2 separate regions of the Gossypium hirsutum genome follow, and region 2 is linked to region 1. The links are chromatin contacts, called in public Hi-C maps. All regions are on one chromosome and are shown on one strand. The core of a region is the stretch at or near the end of the contact, and the rest is flanking DNA. Distances in the headings are between cores, read along the strand shown.

Region 1 (5,066 bases), core at 876-3,375:
TTGGTATTTTGCAAATGGGAACAAGAGGTTTGAAGTAGTTAAGAATCACTACTGTCTACATGACCCTATATTTTAGTCAAAATTTTGCATTGAGTAACAAATTTCAGACAACAAAATTAAGTAATTTGCAAAAACTAAGGAATATACGTAAGTTCCTATCTGAGACAATAAGTTATGTGTGAAATCTTATTTTTGCAGGTGCCCGTGCATGTAATCAGGCAACAAACCATGTTCAAGTTCAGGCAACAATATTTCCATATAACCACATTACAGATTTAAGAAAGAAGAAATTCCTCACCGCAACAATATACGTAAGTTCCTATCTGAGACAATAAGTTATGTGTGAAATCTTATTTTTGAAGGTGCCCGTGCATGTAATCAGGCAACAAACCATGTTCAAGTTCAGGCAACAATATTTCCATGTAACCACATTACAGATTTAAGAAAGAAGAAATTCCTCACCGACATGCAAGATAAAGACATGCAGCCTGTACTAGCTCTGATCTGCGCCCCCTAGTGAAATTCCGCTCAAGGCCGATCTTCACAATACAGATAAAAATAGCTTAAAATATTGAGGGGGAAAAAACAAAAACGGCAAGCATTGGAATGAAAGTTAGGCAGAACAAGACATACTTCATAAAAGCGTCTAGCAGTATGAACAACATCATCACTATAATCATCAATTTGTAATGCATTCTTCATGCCACTCATTTGCTCAGAAGCTGTATCACCATGAAATTAAAACAAACAACAAGATATTTATAAGTCACATTGTAATAAGCACTGTAATGCTAACACATTATTTAACCATAACAACAAACTGAAATAACACATAAAAGAATATTTGAGCCTGCAATAAAGACGTCAAAAAGTTTTGAAATCAGAACACCCAGAAAGAGCAAATTTGATGAAATGTATCAATAATCCTTTATCAAAAGCCAGAAACATAAAGCTTCTTGCATAGCATAGATGCAACTTAACAAAGCATACCATAATCCAAAGTACGCCTACGTGAATCTGAAATAGCTTGAACAGACCTTACAAAATTTCCGGACAGTTTGCTCTGGAAACAAAGCGAAATGAGCAATAGAAATTAATAGAAATGTGAGTCAGAAACATGAAAGCAAAGATCAAGTTATCAACAAACTAAACAAAGGGAAGCAAAACTTGAACTCCCCAATTCAGCGCACTTCAGTCAATTAAAATACATCCGACACAATGAGATTAGTGACCAATTTCATCTTTTGTTTAATCGTATAGTTAGGAAACCACAAATAGCTAGCAAGACGTAATTGTCTATGCCAACAACAATCAATTTTGCACAAAATTTAGGAAACAATACATATCAACTAGCTTAATCCTAAATCACAACAATTCCACTAGAATTTAGTATTACATAGTTTCAAAATTAAAAATTACATATAAAGAAAGAAACATTACCTGGCCAGCTGAATCTTTAACGAATTGAGGTTCGGTTGCAAAATTGTATTCTTCCAACACCTTCCCGCAAAAAGAACACGACCTACAGTATAAATCAATAATAATGAAAAAGGAAACTGAAATTTTCTCAAAAAAAAAAACAAGCCAACATTGTTTATGAGCAAGAAAATCACTTACAAAAGACCTTCATCAAGGCGTTCTCCAGAAACGTTTCTGGAACAATTATTACAGTAAACCATCCTCCGCAGAATTTAAAATAAATAAATATAGTGCTATTTTATTTCCTTTCCTTCCTTTTTCTCATCAACCAAAGAGAAAAAGTATGAATTTTTCAAAAGAGCGTTATTAATTATACAATTATACAAACTAATTTAGACCAAAAGAGAGCTATAATAATAATTGGAAGAAGAAATTTAAGAAGAAAAGGCCAAAAGAAAAGATCGGAGATTGAGAAGGAGAGGAGAGAGTGACTGAGTCACTGAGTTGGGAGGGGTTGGGGAAAGGAACAGTTAAGAGATGACGTTAGGGTTTAGGGGGAGAGAGACTAAGTAATTTAACCAAAAAATTACTGAAATTAGATAAATTAGGACACTACTCCAAGGTGAGCTTTAGATTTTTCGGAATTTCGGAGCAGAAAACACGGCGCACGTGTTTCTCTAACCCTCAGTTTTACCGTTATCATAAACGGAGGTAACAATTTTGCGCGCCTTATATATATGAGATAACTAGTAATTTCATTAAATCAGTTAAGTAGTAATATACATGGATTTATTTTTAGATGGTTTTTTCATGTAAATCAGTTAGCATTTAGAGTTTAATAATTTAAAGTAAATTTAAATAGTATCATGCTTTTAATACTTTTTTAATACATAAAAAATTATTTAGAGTAATTAAAATCAACTTTACATAATAATATAGCTATTATTTCTGTTTTTGATGACTTACTTATAAAATATTATAGAATGAGATTGAATTATTTGATTTTTGATTGTCACTGATTGTTAAGTCATTAACAGTGGATTTTATGTGCGAATTTTAATTTGCCATCTAATTTCTAGATGATTGACACATAATTTTCATTAATTTTATTTAACAAAATTGTCATAAGCCGAATAGTATACTAGCCCTAAAATCTCCTTTTTAACCCTAAAACAAAGCCATTGAAGACTTGAAGAAAATGGATCCCTCTTCTCAGCTTCCAGACCTTATGTACTCACCCTTCTTCTCCAACCAGTTGTACGAAGGATCAAGAATGCCAAGACCCTTCAATTTCCCGATATCTTGAGAGATGGTTGTGGAGATATTGTTGTGGCCCAAGTTGAAGATAAAGAGATATGGCGGTGTACCCCTCTTATCTCATTAGTAATTGCCCATCCCTGCAATCTGTATGAAACATCATACAACCATTGTTGTTGAATGCGGGCTATGTAAGACCTCCATAGACTTTAGTAGTGAAGTTTTCAAGGGTTCCTGGTGGAAATTTTGTCCAACTGTTGTTCTCTAATTTCTGCAAATTCTAGTAAATTTCTTAGCTTATGGAACTCTTCACTTCCATCATTCTTGATATACGTAAATCTTTTCCCAACAGCGATGACAATGTTAGAAATCCTCAAAAAAACTCTTTTGCATTGGTGATGTACATAACCATCAAGAAAAAAAAAACTAAAACTAATAACACCATAATTGTTTTTAGTGAAAACAAAGTGAATTATTAACACCTTTATGTTCAAAATGAATTTAGACCAAAAAAATTATTTTTAAAATTTTATAATAATTTTTTAAAATACATACCACATCATCAAACTTATCCATGTAGTACGACATGTGTTAGTTTCTCATTGCTTTAAATTAGAGGTGTGCATGGGCCGGGCCGGGCCCATAAAAAATTTCGGCCAGTTTTCTAGGCCCGGGCCAGGCCCGGCCCGAAATATGGGCATGAAAAATTGTCCAAGCCCGGCCCGAAACAAAATTGATAGGCCCGAGCCCGGCCCGGCCCGACCAATATTAATTTTTTTTTCTTATTTCATTAAATAAAAATTTTAAAAATATAATAAATCAAATTCATTTAAAAATATTAAAACAAAAAACAAATAAAAAATGAGACTTGTTTATTTGATAATTTTTTTATATTTTTAGATATTTTACATATGATATATTTTATTTTTATACATTTATCCCTATTTTTATAAACTTTTAAAACGTATCTTAATTATTTATATTATTTATTTTTTCTTTTTTATAATGTTTTAAAATTGTTTTTTAGCTAATTTAGAACAATATATATTTTATAAAAAAAATTATATACACATGTGCTAAAAGAATGATATGTAGCGTGTGTTTCTTGTCTAAATTACCTAAAACAATTACCAGTTTTCTTTTAATGATGATAAAAAATAAATAAATAAAATATTTTAAATATCAAAATGAAAGAGAAACAAGTATACTTGATAGCAAATTAGTGAATTTAACTTGTTTTAATTATTATAAGTTAAACAAATCGAGTTTTATAAGTCAATGCTTAAACATGCCGCACATAACAAATACACGCAATTGACGCAAACTAATCATTCCTTAAGTGGGCTGTTGGTGGCCTTCTTAAAACAATATACAAATTAGAAATAGAATAAAAAAGTGGTCATATTAAAATTGAAACAAATTAGAACTAAAATAATAACCAAATTAATAATAAAATAAAAGTTTTACAACATCGAAATAATATTAAAAACGACAACAGATAACATAATAAATAGCTGCAAAAGAACAATAAAACACCACAAAAGTAGCACTAAAATAGCACCAAAATAGCATCAAAACAGCTCCAAAACAGCTCCGAAACAGCACAAAAAAAACAGCACTAAACAGCAGCAGTGAGAACAGCATCACCAACAACACCAAAACAACACCAAAAACCTGCAAAATATAATCAACCAACCAGAATATCTACACATTAACCAATCAATATATTTAATTTTATAACAAACTATAAATTATAAGCTAAATTAAATTATCAACAATTAGAAAGAAAGATAACCTAAAAAGCAATTGAAGAAACATCATCCTCATCATCCTCATCGTCCTCATCGTCTTCATCGTCATCATCATTCTTGCAACTAATTTCTAACATGAAATAAAAATAAATAATTAGATAATCAAATTGATAAAAAATAATATAAAATTACAACAATAAAACGAGAGTAATAATTACCTGTTGAAAATCCCTTAGCTCGCATCCAATCATCCAAGCAAACAACGGCTTGAACCGTTTTTGGCTTAAGTGAACTCCTCAAAGGTGTGATAACTTTCTTACCCATGCTAAAAGCCGATTCGGAAGCTACAGTCGATATTGGAATTGCCAAAAGATCACGAGCCAATAATGAAAGCTCATTATATCGAACTGAACTTTTGCTCCAATAATCCAAAACATCTATTTGACTATTCAACTCAAGCGCCGGTTCTTCCAAATAAATGTCCAATTGTGACTTTCCACTCATAGTGCTAGATTCATTTAAATATCGTTTATAGTCATCACTCTCATCAAAATCTCCCCCAAAACCAAAATCAACACTATTAACATTGTGTTCATCCAAACTAGAATCAACAAGATTTTTATCTGAAATATTAGAACT
Region 2 (5,066 bases), core at 1,386-3,885, 160 kb after region 1:
CAATCTTGTAGTAGGTTTATTGATTGTCTTATATGCATTCAATCTCCTAACAAATATGAAAATGAGACCCAGAAGCACTATTCCACCAATGATTCCTCCAGTTATGCCGAATGCAAGAGCAAATTTTGAAGGTTTGGACTTCTTACTATGAGGTAAGATTCCCACAGCTAAGGCTTCATTTCGACAGAAGGGAAGTGGATGTTGGTTTTCTTTTCCGGTTGCGAGGCAATTCTGTGCATACAGGAAAACTCTGTCTTTAGAATCTGAAAGACAACTGGGCAAGAGTCCAGTCAAAAGGTTCGAGGACAAATCCGCAAACTTGAGTTCCACATTGCAACTAGTATTCTCAAATAGCATCCCGGTGAGTTTGTTGTCTGCAATATTCAAGTAGGTAATGGAAGGTAGGGATAACAATGACGAAGGAAATGGCCCAACAAATCGATTGAATGACAGGTCCAGCCATTGAAGTTGGTAAAATGAGTTCAGTTCAGTAGGAATGGCAGATCTGAACCTGTTCTTTCCCAGTACAAGGCGAATCAACTTGTTGCCAAGCCGAGGAAACTGAGGTCCAAAAGCATTATCTTCGAGATCAAGCTCTTGAAGATTTGTCAAACTGCTAAGATCAGGCAGTTCCCCTTGGAAGTGATTATGTGAAAGAGCAAGGACTCTGAGATTCTCCAAAATGCTAAAAGAATCAGGCAAAGAGCCATTGAATGAATTATTCCTCAAACTCAGAACAGCCAAAACCGGAAACGAACCTAGCCATTCAGGTAGCCAACCTGAGAACATGTTATCATCAAGTATGAGTGTCTGGAGCGTAGTTACATCGGAAAGCTCATGAGGGATGGTTCCATATAGTAAATTTGAAGTCATATTAAGTATTTCTAATGATGACAAACGCGCAATTTTACCAGGCAACGGCCCCCATAAACCTAGAGAGACCAATGTAAGGACTCTCAAATCAGGAAGCTTAACAAGTGTTGTGACAAAGGAATCCATGGAAAAGTTACTAGGTAACGAAGGAGTTCCATCGTTTCCAATTACATGCAACTGAGTTATGCTTTCTTCGTAGCATACAACGGTTACTTGGGAGGTAGGTTCGGCATTGCAGAAGTCGACCGAATTATTCCAGCTACTTAAAACATCAGGATAATTCAAAAGCAGCTGAAGTCTTAAAAGGGTATGAGTCTGGGAGGATTGTAGTTGCTCTGATTGATCGATTAAGAGCAAAATTATGCCGAGAACCACGAATGCCTGATACTTGAATCCTTTAGCCATGGGAAGTATATATAGAACCAACACTAAGGGAAAAGCACTGAGCATTCAAGGACACTAGAAAATCAGCATCAGTTGCAGAGATAACATCAATTCAAAATAGTTGTAGCTTGTAACCATCAGTCACTGAAGCTCACATGGAGGAAGCTCTGCAAACAGTATCACAATCGTAACATTGGGAAATGAAATGACCTCAAAAAAAAAAACTGGGATTTGAAGTCTAGCAGAAAATTATCCTTCTAGTAGAGATATTCAGCAGTAAAACACTTCCAACATAATCTAGTCCATAAAAAACTGATTATTTCTGGAGGACTAACTTGTTCAAATTTATTTGTATAAACATGTTTAATGTAGTGGTATTTTAAGTACTATAACTTAGTTTCAGAGATTATAAAAGGAGTACCCCTTGAGAGAGAAGACTGAACAGAATCCTGCTCAACTGGTGGTGCCTTGCAAAAACAGCATCTCTTTCTTCTAAAACTCCTCAATAGGTAGGTGAAGATATATTTAGAGCAGAAATTGCCTGGTGGAGGAGAGCACTTGAGAGTTTTAAACTATTCACAAAGACCAATTTAAGAATTAATAATTATGACTTCAAAATGAAGAAATTCCAAGCCAAAATCCCTAAAAGAATGCTCCCCAGAATATAACTTAACTTCTCAAAGTAAACTTAAATCAAATTCAGAATATGGACTTTCACTTGCATTTCACACTTCACCTGTTCAACCACACTCAACCCAACCAAAATCCCACTTCACTTTGCTTATTATTTTTTAATATTTCAAAACTGTACACCCTCAAAACTCTTCCTTGACCACACAATAAAACAAAGGAAGAAAACCCCAAAAAAAACTTTAACAAATATCAGCCAAACAGTCACTCAGGGGCCTGTGGATCCTATTTGACACATTTTAGAGAATTTCTTGTTTTCCAAAACCTGTGTCAGTTTCAAGCAAAGACAAGAGAGTAACACGGGTTCAAAAGAAACTTCGCAAACAGCCAAAATTTTCACGCCAAGCCTAACCTGTAAATCCTAGGAACCGACATTTCAAATTTTCTTTTTTCAAGGAAAAAAACTAAAAGACACCAACTTGGGAAATTTTCACAAACAAGCTTCATACTCTTTCAAAAGCCTTGTTTTTGTTCCTTCCCCTCAAAGGGTCTAAAGAGAAGCCATAGCTGGACTCAAAACAAAAAAGGAAAAAGGAAAACAAAAGTAAATCCTACAAAAAGATAGAGAAAAAAAGAAAAGAAAAACAAACCCTTTATTCCCCACAACTCAGAATTGCCATGCAAACAAGTTTCGAGTTAATCAAAGTTGTTGGATAATTAATTAAAGGAATTATGTCTTAAACAAAAACACGTTAACCAGCAGATTAGCACTAACATGTAATGTAATGTAAGGTTTCGCTGTCAGGGTGGGGGGTGAAGTTTGGGTTTCAATGGTGTCCTATCATGTATTTTGAGCCATTGGTCCCACTTCTTTTCCATGTTTCAGCCTGTTAACTTTGGCGCCTTTCTTTTCATTTTTTCATTTTTGTTTTTTTCTCTCTCAGCTGCTTCGTCACTGCAGCTTGGACTTTGTCGGTAGTATGGTGTATACCCATTTGCAATGGCTTATGTCGGATCGTATTGTATTTTAAAATGTTTTAAATATCTTCTACTCATGTTTATTCTTTTTATTATTATATTCTTTTTTCTTTCTTTTTTTAAATATAGTTGTTGTTGTAAAATAATTTTCATTTTTTCAATATTAAAACTTCAACAGAAGCAGAAAAGTAAAAATGTCTAATTTTGTTTTCATAGAGTTATTATATATTTTTTTAATAATATTATTATAGGTTTTAATTCTTAGAATTAAGGATACCCTTTTCAACCCATAAATATACTCTTTTTTATATAATACTTAGAATTAAGTATAATCCCTCCTTACCTATAAATAAGTGAATAATGTACTTCCGTGCACTCGAATCCAATTACTCCTGCATTAGTCATAATGTGCATGTTAATATCCAACCCATAACTAGGAGGATAATGTATTTCAGCATATTCAAACTCACTTCTTTCTGTATTGGCAACAATGCTCATGCTAATCGAGCTAAGATTCAATTGACATAAAACTTTTATATTTTAATTTGGCTAATTTTAGTTCTTTAATTTTTTTTTTTAAATTTTGAAATTTTAAATTCTACTATTAGTCTCATAAAATGCACTAGTTGTGTACTTAATGTCTATTCCCCAATTTGATTCATTTCTTTTTGAAAGAGAATTTGATCATTTTTAATTTTTATATTTTTTTTTCAAATTTGAAGTTTCAATTTTGACTCAAACAATGATCGTCAAATTCATTAATTAAAATGACATAGTTTTTTTTCAAGTGATTTATGAAAGGTTTAAGCACATGTACTCTTTATAGATTTAGAATTTAGTCCCTCTAGTTTTAGTTCAAGGTATTTAGTTTATTTATTTTCCATATTTCAAAATTTAAGTTTAATTGTGAACACTGCTAAATTTCTTTTGTTAAATTCAATATTATTACAACTGTAATTTTTTTTATTACATGACTATCAAGCAAATTTTTTTTTTAAATTTCAAAATATTGCACCAATAAGTTTAACAAAATAATTTGAAGGGTAAATTACACCAACAATCACCAAACTTTGGGGTAAATGACAAAACAATCACCTAGGTTTCATTTCAGTCACTTAACTTTCAAAAAGTAACAAAACGGTCACTAACGTTATAAAAAAGTGACAAAACAGTTACTAACTAACAGTTACCGTTAGGGTATTAACGGGATTGTTGATGTGGCAAGTTAACCGCTGATGTGGCAAGTTAACTTGCCACGTTGGCGACGGCTGATGGGTTTGGGACGGGTTTAGGGAAAAAAATTGAAGGGTTAATGGGTTAATGTTTTAGGGTTAGAAACAGATTAGCTCTAGGGGGATTTTGGGGGGGAACGAAAATCTATTTGGGAAATTTTGATCGGGATTTGGGGTTTTTAGGTTTTAAACTAAATTGAAAATTGATTTGGGGTTAGAAATCGGTTCAATAATCGATTAACAGGGTATAAGTTTTAGGGTTTAGAGTGGTTTATTTTGTTTAGGGAGAAAAGAAGACGAACCGGAAGTTTTTGATTATCAGAGACAATGAGCAGTAGAAGGGAAGCTACCAGTGCTGTTACATCTACTTTAACGGGTAAGTTCTTGCATTTAGTTTTAAATTTTTTGGATTTCAATGCTGTTATTTCGATTTAGGGTTAATTAGGGATATTTCGATTTCAAATTTGATTTCGATTTTGATTTTGCTTTCGATTTCTATTTCGATTTTGATTACAATTTTGAAACACTCATTGATTCTGATTTTGATTTTGATTTCAATTTCGATTTCAATCTCAATCTAGGATTAGAAGTTGATTTAGATTTCGATTTAGGGTTATTTCAATTTCGATTTTATTTGTTATTAATGTGCATGACAGATTAGGGTTTGGTTTTTAAAGTTTATGACATATAATGTGTACTGTATTGTGTCTGCCATTGTTTAAGGTTATTTCGATTTTGATTTTGATGTGTTTGTATCTGCCATTGTATGAATGCCATTATCAAACTGATCTTTATTGTGTGTATCTGCCATTGTTTGTATCTGTCATTATATGAATGCCATTACCAAACTGATCTTTATTGTGTATATCTGCCATTGTTTGAATGTCATTATCAAATTGATGTTTATTGTGTATATCTGCCATTGTTTGTATCTGCCATTAAATTATACATTATTAAACTGATGTTTAT

Evidence for each region. A called contact is a pair of places that touch in the nucleus more often than the background predicts.
Region 2: a contact with region 1 is called in a Hi-C map of leaf, with 1.8 times the contacts expected there. The contact joins the promoter of LOC107893142 here to the promoter of LOC107893131 in region 1. A contact is called at or near these places in 2 of 34 Hi-C or Micro-C datasets (both in leaf).

Annotation. Positions count from the first base shown.
Region 1 is chrA13:101,738,387-101,743,452 of Gossypium_hirsutum_v2.1, forward strand. It overlaps LOC107893131 (transcription factor IIIB 90 kDa subunit), which reads right to left and starts at 2,126. Exons shown (of 19, transcript XM_016818052.2): 1 at 1,618-2,126; 2 at 1,441-1,522; 3 at 991-1,063; 4 at 634-722; 5 at 463-539. The coding sequence starts at 1,679.
Region 2 is chrA13:101,895,216-101,900,281 of Gossypium_hirsutum_v2.1, forward strand. It overlaps LOC107893142 (probable inactive leucine-rich repeat receptor-like protein kinase At3g03770), which reads right to left and starts at 2,636. Exons shown (of 9, transcript XM_016818062.2): 1 at 1,679-2,636; 2 at 1-1,424. The coding sequence starts at 1,323.